2 separate regions of the Mus musculus genome follow, and region 2 is linked to region 1. Evidence: chromatin contacts called from public Hi-C data. All regions are on one chromosome and are shown on one strand. Each heading gives the region's core, a stretch centred on a gene start, on an enhancer-like site or on the middle of the called end of the contact. The rest is flanking DNA. Distances are from core to core; before and after follow the strand shown.

The links. A called contact is a pair of places that touch in the nucleus more often than the background predicts.
Region 2: a Hi-C map of Th17 cells shows a contact between it and region 1, with 3 times the contacts expected there. The contact joins two enhancer-like sites. A contact is called at or near these places in 3 of 15 datasets of contacts at CTCF or cohesin (CD8 T cells, pro-B cells and stem cell-derived epiblast-like cells), 36 of 484 Hi-C or Micro-C datasets (the 63-12 cell line, the AML12 cell line, CD4 T cells and 23 more), 4 of 115 datasets of contacts at active chromatin or transcription factors (T-cell acute lymphoblastic leukemia, double positive thymocytes, thymic regulatory T cells and 1 more) and 3 of 9 other capture datasets (adipose tissue, liver and pancreatic islet).

What each region holds. Positions count from the first base shown.
Region 1 is chr5:34,137,397-34,143,296 of GRCm38.p6, forward strand. All of the region lies in intron 2 of Poln (DNA polymerase N), which reads right to left. Among named protein-coding and RNA genes, the nearest start is that of 4930557J02Rik, 22 kb to the left of the region's middle. Within about 2 kb of position 2,600, at least 2 of the 459 cell types and tissues checked have an H3K27ac peak or open chromatin away from gene starts, as enhancers often do.
Region 2 is chr5:34,247,078-34,252,977 of GRCm38.p6, forward strand. The region is part of intron 1 of Zfyve28 (zinc finger, FYVE domain containing 28); the gene reads right to left. Among named protein-coding and RNA genes, the nearest start is that of Zfyve28, 38 kb to the right of the region's middle. Within about 2 kb of position 2,229, at least 35 of the 459 cell types and tissues checked have an H3K27ac peak or open chromatin away from gene starts, as enhancers often do.

The DNA of each region.
Region 1 (5,900 bases), core at 1,350-3,849:
TGGCTCTAGAGTTAAGAATGGAAGGAACTACTGGGAAAATTGATGCTGGTTAGCTGGAGCTAAGGAATTAGCAGTGATTAAGAAGAGACCAGCATCACTGAGGTGAAATCTGGAAATTGTTTTCTGGGAACACAAAGAAGCTGTGTTCCAGAGATACCCAAGGTTGTACCTCATGCTGCGGCTGGACTTGGTAATGTGTAAGAGTCACTCAGGTGGTACTGCTTGTAAAGGAATGAAGGGATCATGGAGAGAAGCTGAGGCTTAGCACTGTGAGAGGCCAGCGAAGGCCATTGGAGAAGGTGAAGTCTCAGCTGTAGATGATGGCCCAGGACTGAAGGAGTCATGCAAAGGATTTGAGGCTTGGCACCCTGAAGAGAGCCCATGAGAGGCTATTGTGAAGCCTAGGTGGAGTGGAACACCCCAGTGTATTGGAGATGTCAGTAGCATGGGATGATCACCAAGAACAGCAGCCGTAGTGGAGTGGATCAACCTGAGCTTAGAGTGCTACAGAGGGCAGAGCTGGAAAAGTGATGCCAGCCCTTAGAAGGAGTCCAAAAGATCAAGTGGAATCCCAGACACTGAAACAAGAAGCTGTAACATTGAAATTGCCTTGGAGACTCAAAGATGTTAAAGATGCCAGAGCCATGGATACATGCTGAGGAAAGCTGCTAACAGGGAGTGGAACCAGCCCAGGAGAAAGCAGTTTGTTGTAGTCAACAAAGATGAAAAAGGAGTGGAGATCTGAAGACGGCTTTGACATCAGCCATGGAGATGCAGAGTTTGGAGTTTGCCCAGCTGGTTTCCTGCCTTGCTTTGGGGATTACAGTTAATTAAGTTGAATGAATCTCAGAAGAGACCTTGAACTTTGGACTTTTAACATTGTTGCGACTGCTATAGACTATGAGGACTTTGAAAGTTGGACGAAATGCATTTTGCATTATGCTATGTTTAAGTATGGCCCCCATAGACTCATGTTTTTGAGCAAGTCTACGGGGACCAGGGAGTGGAATGTGATGGTTTGTATATCCTTGGACCAGGGAGTGGCACCATCTGGAGGTGTGGCCTTGTTGGAATAGGTGTGACCTGGTTGGAATGGGTGTGGGCATAAGATCCTCACCCTAGTTGCCTGGAAGTCAGTCTTCCACTAGCAGCCTTTGGATGAAGACATAGAACTCTCAGCTTCTCCTGCGCCATGCCTGCCTGGATACTGCCATGCTCCCACCTTGATGATAATGGACTGAACCTCTGAACCTGTAAGCCAGCCCCAATTAAATGTTGTTTTTTATAAGACTTGCCTTGGTCATGGTGTCTGTTCACAGCAGTAAAACCCTAACTAAGACAGCCCATCACTGGGTTTTCTTTTGTAAATGTTTGCCCTTACTTACCTGGCTATAAGCAATCTAAGAGATGTATTAGGTATTGTCTCACTGCAGACTGGTTGTAATAAAGATCTGATGGCCAGTAGCTGGGACAGGAAGTATGAGAATGGGACTTCTGGGCACAGAGAGTGATGCAAGGGAGGATGAGGCAGAGTATAAGGTGGGCACAGAGGCAGATAGAGATGGACTATAACAGAGGAGGGAGGGAATGAACTAGCCATGTGGTCTGTTACAGGTTAGAATAGTCAGATTAAGTTTAAATGGTAACTGGAAGACTGCCCTAGCAAAAGGCCTAAGCTTTAAAATATATTAGTGCCAAGGACCAGCCTCAGCTTGGAGAAGGGTTCTGGGGAAGGTATGTCTGGGAGCAGTGAAACAAATGACTCGAAGTTAAATTGTTGGGAATTGGTTCTAATGCTTTGTCTTATTTTGGCTCCCAAAAAAACTATGCTTCCAGACCTGAGGGTCCTGCCCCCAGCTGGCTTTGATTGGTAATAAAGAATTGCCTAACTAAGACAACATGTTCGCCCCAGCAACCATCCAACCAATTTTCAGCTTTCGAAAGAACCCTTAAGTTTCCATTTCAGGAATTTTTAGTTTAATTTTAATCTTTTAAAAGATTTATGATTCTCTGATGCTGATGGAATAGCCTTGCTTCATATTATTGAAGTCTGTATTATGATTCTTTTGTTAAGGCTCTAAAAGCCACACATCTTTTTTTTCCCCACCTTTAATATCATCAGGTCTATTTAGCTGGAAATACACATGGCTGGGACACTAGCTTCACTGCCTGAACCCCATCTACTTTAGGCCCTACATGAAGCAGGTGACTTTTGTATCATTCACTGTTTGGGGTAGAACACATTCCCAAATGTGAGACATATGCTTTCATTCTCTTCCAAGTTTTCTATCAGGTCTATGACTCTTCCTTAGTGGTGGGAGGCATACAATCCTGTAAATACCCTACTGCATCCCCTAAGCCTTCTGAATCATTTAGAGTTTATCTCCCACCCACCTCACAGCAAAAGCTCCCACAGACAATATCTGTGCTGTTGGACTGGCATGATGCCATGGAAACACTTCCTAACAGTCCTGGGGCAAGATAAAAGTTTCTATCATCCATCTTAAGTGAACATGAACTTCTTGACTTTCCTAGCTAGTTGTGATCTTGGAGCTGACCCTGTAAATTCGTGGCACAGTGCTAAACATAGTCAGCAGAGGGTGCTGGAGGAACACTGCCAGAGGATGGACACCTCTCCTTTTTTCAGCACACTGCTCCAGCACTGGGGTAGGAAGCTGCTCCCTGTCTGCTACTTAGATCTTTTAGAGTTCTCTTTATATACCTTGGTTGTTAAAATCCATCTAGTCAATAACAATTTAAACATTCCCTGTTCAAGTTACTATGTGACTTCTGTCCCTTGAGGGGAAGAAAATACTCCCTTAGCAAACCTGGTTCTGCTAGACCAGTTTAATGAAAAGAACAGGAAGTGGAAAGAGACCCAAGAAAGCAAAACATTTAACTTATACTATAAAGTACATATAAACTCTGAAAGTTTCAGATAAAATGTTTGAGCACATAGAAACATTAAGAAAAAGTAGAGTAATAAGACATCAGTTTAGTTTTGGGTGTCCCTAACACATTACAAGATGAACAAACATACCAGGTTTTTCTAAGACAAATGACACTGCACTACTTTCAAGCAGAAGGACAGTAGGGCTTAGATCTTCAGTCATCCAGGCAACATGGACATGGATTAGCTGCACGGGGAAGGGCTTCTAGGCCCTTTGTATATCTGGATGGCAAAACCACCAGAACAATACTTTTTGTACCATTTGGTTTTCACACGTTATTGTACTTGATAATTCACTCTATTTTCCATTTCAACCTACTCTGGTTCCCCCTTTCCCAAAGTCTTCCTCTACTTTATGAACACAAGATTAAACAGAAAACATTGTCTGAGTTTGGCTTCTTTAACTTAATATGGTCTCCAGTTTCCCTACAAATGTCAGTTTCATTATGGCTGAGTAAGATTCTACTGTATGCATATATATATATATCCTTTACTCATCTGTTGATGGGTGCCCCCTCAACCTTAAGTTCTACTGGTCTAGAAGTTTTGATTTCCCATAGGGAGTGCTCCTGCCAGGAGCCGAAATAAATAAATAAATAAATAAATAAATAAATAAATAAATAAATAAATAAATTCCACTGACCTGAAAGCTCAAGATTGTCCCCTGGACACTTTGGGCTTCTGATACCCTTAAACCAACAGGCTAAGAAAGGAGTAAGATTATTAGGAGGGGAGACTGATCCAGATTCCAAAAGGAAATTAGATTGAGTCTCCATTATAGAGGCAAGAAAGATTATATCTGGAATTCAGATGATCCTTTGGCATCTCTTGGTGCTACCATGTCCTGTGATTAAAACCAATGGGAAACTACAACCTAATCCAAACAGGACGAGAAAAGGTACAGACCCTTCAGGAATGAAGGTATAGGTTACTCCTCTAGGAAAAGTGGCAAGACCTTGCTAAGGATGGAGAAAATACTGAGTGTGTAGTAAAAGGTAGTTACAAATGCCAGCTAACACTACATGAGCAGTTGAAGAAATGAGGGCTATAAGTGATGTCTTCTGTCATATTTTAAGAGCGTGTTTCTTTCCTCAATGTCTTTATCATGTAATATAACATCGATTATGAGACGATCTGTGATTATCATATTTAAGTTCAAGATACTAAAGGAACATCCCTCAAGAAATATTGCTGCCTATTCTAAAATGTGTTTGTGGTTGTATGAGGAATTGTTCTATCATATTAGGCATAATTGTGAGCTGATTAAATATGTAGTATGTTTGTAACTATACATGGAATGTTTATTACCATGTTAGCTATAATTATCTGGTTATTGTTTTCATTTGAAAATTAAGTGTGATATAAGGAAATGTGACTGTGTGTCAAGTTGACAAGGAATGGACTTGTGGTGGCTATTCTTAGTTGCCAACTTGACTACATCTAGAACTGACTAAAATCCAAGCAGCAGGGTGCAACTGTGAGTTTTTTTCTTCAGTAAATCATTTGAAGTGGAAAGACCTACTTTTAAACTGGATTTTTAAATTTCTATTTATTTATTTATTTATTTATTTATTTACTTACTTACTTACTTACTTACTTACTTACTTAATTTATTTAATTTTGTAATGGAAAGATCCACCTTTAGTCTGGGCCACACCTTCTGCTGCAGTCTGTATAAAAGACACAAAAAAAGGAAGCAACCAGGCAGTGGTGCGGACACCTTAAATCCCAGCACGTCGGAGGCAGATCTCTATGAGTTTGAGACTTGTCTGGTCTACAGAGTGAGTTCTAGGACAGCCAAAGAAAAGAGGACGCTCTCTTTTTGCCTGTTCGCTCTCACTTGCAAGCCCATTCACTGACATTAGAACTTCCTTCTTTGGGATTGCGGTATATATGGAGGACTAATTGAGAAAACCACCCTCATGAACTGTACAATTACTGGCCTCTTGGGCCTAACATTAGCAGACAACCATACACACACACACACACACACACACACACACACACACACACACACACACACAATTCAATCAGTTCCGTTCCTCTAGAAAACCCTAATACAATAGGCATGTATTCTGATTCTATAACCTGGCTATTGTGGATAGGTGTGTAGGTATCTGACTTTGATTTCATTGGATATATACCCAGAAGTGTACAACTGGATCATATGTATGCATTTACTTATTTGGTTTTTTGGAGACAGGGTTTCTGTATAGCTCTGGCTGTCCTGAAGCTCTTTCTGTAAACCAGATTGGCCTTGAACTCATAGTTCTGCTTACCTCTGGTCCCTGCCTCTGGCCTCTGAGTGCTGGAATTAAAGGCATTCACTATCACTGCCAGTCATATTTTCTTTTAAAGGACTTCTATACTAATTTCCATGGTAGGTGCATTAATTTACGTATACATTAAACTGTGTTGTTTAAGGGTTCCTTTCCCCTGTATCCTGAACATAAAAAATTTAAAAAGAAACTCTTAAAACTTTTTTTAAAGATTATTTTTATGAGTGTTTTACTTGCATGTACCTGTGTATACCACATGCATGCCTGGTGCCTGGGCAGGTGGTAAGTCTAGGGTGCTAGGAATAGAACCCAGGTCCTTTATAACAAGTACTCTTAACCACTGAGCCAACTATCCAGTCCCAAATTTGTCTTATTGATGACAGACATTCTAACTGGGGTAAAATGGCATCTCAATATAGTTTTGATTTGAATTTTCCTGACAGTTAAAAACATTCACTTTTTTCATGTATATATTGGCTGCTTGTTTTTCAGAACTCTGTTCAATTTATCTGTTCATTATTCACTGGTCAATTTTTTTCTTTTTAATTTCTTGAGTTTTAAAAATGTTTAGATGTCAATGCTGTTAGATGAATAGCTCACAAGGATTTTCTCCCATTTTGTAGACTGCCTCTTCACTACTTCCCCAAGATGCCCAAACTCCATCTGTGTCA
Region 2 (5,900 bases), core at 979-3,478, 110 kb after region 1:
ACACACACACACACACACACACACACACACACTTATAATGCACACACAGGCATGCATACACCTAGAGCAGAAGAAAGTAAGAGCTTTCAGAAAATGTTACAAAAACGCAAAATGTCTGCTGTTTTAAATTTTAGCTGCCAATGGAGTGAGAGCGCCAGGCCCCTCAGGACAGCTTTGTCAGACTAAAGAACCAAAGTCCTTCTGTGTCTCCCCACAAGCCAAAGTGTGGGAGCAGGATGGATTCTAAATTACTGTGCCAGTCACGCCTATCCCAGGCCCCAGGTGCTGTGCAAGAGGAAGCCTCCAGGCAGGGGGTCCCAGGAAATGAGTTAACAAAACCAATGAGAGTCAATTGGTCCTGATTAAAGGATCCAAGAGAAAATTTTGGTTACTAAGTCTATAATTGTAAGTATGCTGAGTAGGGCCCAAAGAACCAATTCACCAACTCACCACTCAGTGCTCCACCAGCCTGGTGGGCACTGGCCCCATGCAGGTTGGCTCACAGGTCTGATACTGGGAGGCGGCATGCTGATTTTGTGGTTTGGGGGTTTGTTTGTTTGTTTGTTTGTTTTAATTTTTATTTCATGTGCATTGGTGCTTTGCCTGAATGTGTATCTGTGTGAGAGTGTCAGGTCCCCTGGAACTGGAGTTACAGACAGTTGTGAACTGCCATGTGGGTGCTGGGAATTGAACCTGGACCCTATGGAAGAACAGTCAGTGCTCTTAACCACTGAACCATCTCTCCAGGCAAGATTTTAAGTGTTTGATGTCCCAAAAGAAACTGTACAAAAAGAGGTTACTTTAAGTAGCAAGAGATAGGTACTTTGTGAAAAAGTTTGAAATAAAAACTGCAACATTGTAAAAGCATACTCTAACTACAGGAATGCCTTTAAAACAATTCTGTGTGGATACTGTCTTAACTACACCCACAGCCAAGGAGAGAGAAAAAAGGTTAGAAGAGTCCTTGGGCTTTTTTTCACTAGAAAAAACCTTTCCCAACAAACCTTGAGATCACCCTGGATATATAAGTGCATAAAACAGGTATACAAGTCAAACATTTATTCATAAATTAATCATAAAGAATTTTGTTTTAAAACAATTTTTGAGGATTGGGGAGACAGCTCATGAGATAAATTTCTGTGCAGAGGTTAGGACCTTAGTTCAGATCCCCAGGACCCACCTTAAAAAACCAGGCATGGTGGCACACATTTGTAAACTCAGTGCTCCTCTGGAGAAAAGAGAGGTGGAGACAGGAAAACCTCAGTAGCTCACAGGCCGGCTATCCTGGGGTGTGCAGTAGCGAACAACAAAGAGGAGACCCTGACTTGAACAAGGTGGGTGGCAAGGAGTGACACCTGAGGTTGTGCCCTGATCTCCCTGTGATGTGAGCTTGCCTGTTATCATGCACATGAGAGCACTCTCGTACACACCGTCTCTCTCTCTCTCTCTCTCTCACTCACACACACACACACACACACACACACCACACACACACACACACACACACACACACACACACACACACACACACGCACACACACACACTCACTCACAGATATACCGGGCACTTATAAAGTTAAAGTCACGATACATAATGGACTACTGCAGCCCTAACTACAAGAAGTTGACTGCATTATGTATTCACTCAGATGCCTGGTTCCTGGTGAGTGTGGCTATCAGTGTGGATATGCTCACAGTGTGAGCTTGGGTCCTGCTCACAGGGGCCCTCTGAGTAGCCATGGGTGACTCTGAAGTGTTTCCCTATAGTTCAGAGGACTTCTGTGGACTAGGACAGAATCAGAGATCAAAGCACCTGTGCCTTGCTTACCATGAGCCACTCCAGGGAAGTCAGGCCCAGCCCCGTATCAGACACTGCTCATCAGAGTCTTCTGTGCAGCAGTCCAGGCAGGGAGGTCGAAGCACATGAAAGTAACAAATGGCCTGGTTTACATGGTTTGCATGCTGGATGCCATGAAGCTAGGACTTCTACCCAGGGCCAGAGTGAGAACCCCTAGGCCTCTCTGGTGGAAGGAAAGGGTAGGCCAGTGCCAGGGCTAGACCCTGTTCACACTCCTGCTTCCTAAAAATTACATGAATACTGCAGTCAGAGGACACTAATGGATGCTCTGTAGCTCTAGAGAGCAACCTCATGGTCTTGGTCAGGCTCGAGGTAAGAGAATAACAGGCAGGCAGCAGGATGTGACATCTGCACAGGTAGCAAGCAGCACAGGAAGCGTGGCAGACCAGAGAGGACAGCTCCTGCCCCGGGTCAGCCCACAAGTGACACAGAGTCCAGCTGCTTCTTCCTCAAGCAGATGTTGTCAGAATGTCAGCTGGGGTCTGAATACCAACTTCCGGGAACCCTTCCTCATAACCAGCTAAGGGCCACTCAATATTCAGAACATGGAGCCCTGGTACATTACCTTTCTGTCTCAGCCTATCCACAGACAGTGGTCATACATGGACTTCGAAAAGAGACTGGAGAGGTCAACGAAGGGATGGTCACCCATAATGCCATCCTGGGTCCTGACTTCTCCTGGACCAGGTCTCCAGGAAAGCGCTAAACTCTGCACTCCACAGAGAAGCAAGAAAACGCTCTGAAGGAACCTTAACTCGACACACAACTACTAATCCCAACAGCCGCACAGGTCTCAGGCAACACATCCCCAAGGCTGGGACTGCTTGTTGTCTCCAAACATTGACCTAGGCTCTCCTAGGGTACCCTTACCCCACTCATTCACACAAGTACCTAGAGACAGTCAGCATCCCTCACATCCCTTCAGCCTGACCCAGATCCACAGCTGGCCTGTCCTTGGAGGTATGGGGCCACTGGGAGCCCTGTCTGTCCTTAGGTAACAGCACAACCTCTCCTAGCCTTTCATAGCACTCTCTGAAGGCCAAGTGACACTTTTGTTTTTGTTCACATTAGCAAACACCGACACTGTGGTAAAATACAAACAAACCACTTCAGTGCTGTGGTTAAAGGAACAACGGCCTGAGGGAAGAGAATAATCTGCAGCATAGACTGAAGAGACCAGGTGGCCTGGCTCCAAGCTCAAATCCCAAACCCATGGTCCACCCCCTGCTAAGTACCCCTGCAACACTGTGACAGGCATCATGACTGCCAGTAAGTTGTATATACAATCCCCAGTGCCCTCATTAGTGTGCACAAGAATGACAGCAAGAAACAGCTGGCCAGGAAAAGGAGCCAACTACAATATATCCTTCCCTCAAGAAGGAGCCCCACCCCCCACAAGGCATCCCTGACCTGAATCAGGGATGACTGGGTTGGGCTGCATGAGGCGGATGATGCAAAGTAAAATCAGCATCCTCTCAAGAGTGACGGTGAGAACCGTGCAGACAGCAGGAAGTACCTGTGCTCTGTGTCCACTGAGTGGCCCAGTTAGGGACAAGCTGAGCTATCCACCTACCACTGCAACAGCAACCTTGGACAGAGGCCCAAGGCACTCTTCAAGAAAGGATGAGGCAGGGTAACAAATGGGACACAGCATCCCAGAGACAGAAAAGTAGTCTTAGAACTTCTAGGATTCACAAAGGCAAAGGAGGGAGAGGCTGGGGTAGCCCTGAGCAGAAGTGGGCAGAGACTGGAGGGCAGCTACATTTCCATGACATAAAGTTAGTGAGGGGTTGGTGCTATTTCCTTCTCATGGAGTCATATAGGAAAGGAACATGACAGACATTCCTGAAGGACGAGCAGGAAAGTAGCCAGGTGGGTCTGCCCCATGCCCACAGGCGACACAGGCCATGATACCCCACACCTCCCACGTGTGCTGCCTGCCACAGGGCCTCAGGTGCAGGCAGGCATGTGAGGCTTTCCTCTCCAGCAACCTAGGCTGTCATCTCACAGACTTCCCAATGCTACCTGGTGGCTCCCAGGTCAGCCCTGTCCCACAGAAACCCTGTCTCTGCTTCTGGTCCACTCAGCATCTTCGATCTATTACCTTTCAGAGCTTTGAAACTGATCTGGGGACAAGTGACCCCAGGTGCTGTCACAAAGCTTTTCTTTCTCAGGCTCATGGATGGCCAGTACTGGCTAGCTAGGCATTGGTTCCAATATGCCCAGTGGGGCCCTCCAGCTTTAGTCTTGGCTGGACTCTGGGTTACTGAGCTAGTCAACACAAATAGACCCCATTGTTGGCTGAATTCCAGAAAGGAGACATACAAGAGACACTATATGTGTTTTTTTCTGGCCCCTGTGGTCCATTATATTGGGCGAAGAGCAACCCTCTACTACACAAAAGGTGCATAGGCATACAGGCAGGGAGTAGGGGAAGATAATTCCTCCTCAGCTGAACACAGCAGAAACCAAACCAAAAGATCATACAATCGCACTCAATAGTAAATAAAGATAGCTCCAGCACAGCCCCTGCCAAACACACCAACTGAGGGTGGACCAGAAAGAGATAGCCACCAAAATATGCCACATCAGAAAGATTTGAGAATAAAGAACTCTGGCTAGTGGTCCCTGTGGAACCTTATCCGTACCTGGGAGATTCACCATACATTCTGAGAGCCAGAATCCTACGTTTCCTGAAAATCTTCTATAGCAAGTGCTGCCCAATGGGATATTCTCTGAGATGGTGCTTAGGCCTCCCTGCAGGCAAGGCTATGCCTCTCTGGCTTCTCAGCAATCTGGTAAGTTAAGGTTTTAGATCTAGCTTAGACACCCCAATAAGAATCACCCCCTGTACCCACTGTCTCTCCAAAATATCTTCCTTTTCCCAGTCTCATTCCTGCTTGCAACAGATGCCAAAGCCAGCTCAGAAGGCCTTGATGGTGTGGGAGAGTCTGCAGCCTTCCCACAACCGCTAATCACACAAGGACAGCAGCAGTTAGTGTCCAAGTGCATCGGCCTCCACCCTGTCCGGGAACAAAGGAGCCTTTGTAACCTCAGTCTACTCTATGATATGGAGACAGACCCCCATCTTGGAGAGAGAGGCTACGGAGAAGATCCCAGCCCTGCAGGGTGGGCTGATCACATGAGGATAAACAGCCTTCTCCTATCAGGATACCCCATGTCAGGGAGCTACTGGGCAAGGACCTTGCAGCAGCAACACAAATGATACCCCTGGCCTGGCTGTCACACTTTTTTCTGCAAGCCACCACACACCATTTAGAAAACTTGGTTCTTTTCATCCTGTTTTGTTTTGTTTTGTTTTTAGAAATAGGGCTCTGTTGTATTGCCCAGGATGAACTCAAACTCCGGGGCTCAAGTGAGTGATTCTTCTGTCTTAGCTTCCCTAGTAACCCACACTATAGCTGTACATCAATAAGCCTGGCTAAGCAAAGGGTCTTCAAAAGGAAAATTAATTTCCTAATAACACTCCCCATCAAGTGCTGTTCATACACTAACTGCCAACAGTTCAACAAAGCAGCTGTGTGGGGCTGGAATGAAGCCAAAGAACCACTCACAGGGAGAGACTACAGGCAGCGAGGGGCCATGAAGGAGGATGCTGTCAACAAATAAACCGCCTGCCCGGCAGGCAGGTGGGTGTAGAAACTGGGGTGGGGTGGGGTGGGGGATCATATGTTTTAACTTCAATAGATTAAAAGACACTTAAAAAGTGCATTTGATGGGATTGTGCAGACAGCGAGTGGGTAAAAGGGCTTGCCCTGCAAGCCTGCAACCTGAGTTAAGACAAGTGGATTACTGAAGCTGGGTTTAGTAGCCAGCTCAGGCACCCTGGTGTCTGCTCTGTGGGCTCAAGCCCAAATGTCTAGGACTGCCCCATGTTCTCTACCTAGCAGGTCCATAGGCCTGGGACACAGTGGATTGGAAGAGGCCTATCCCATACTGAAGGACAAAGATCCTGGGATGACCCTGCCTGGGTCTTAGGCTGCTACACAGAGAAAACAGAATTCAGGGGGAGTCGGGGGCA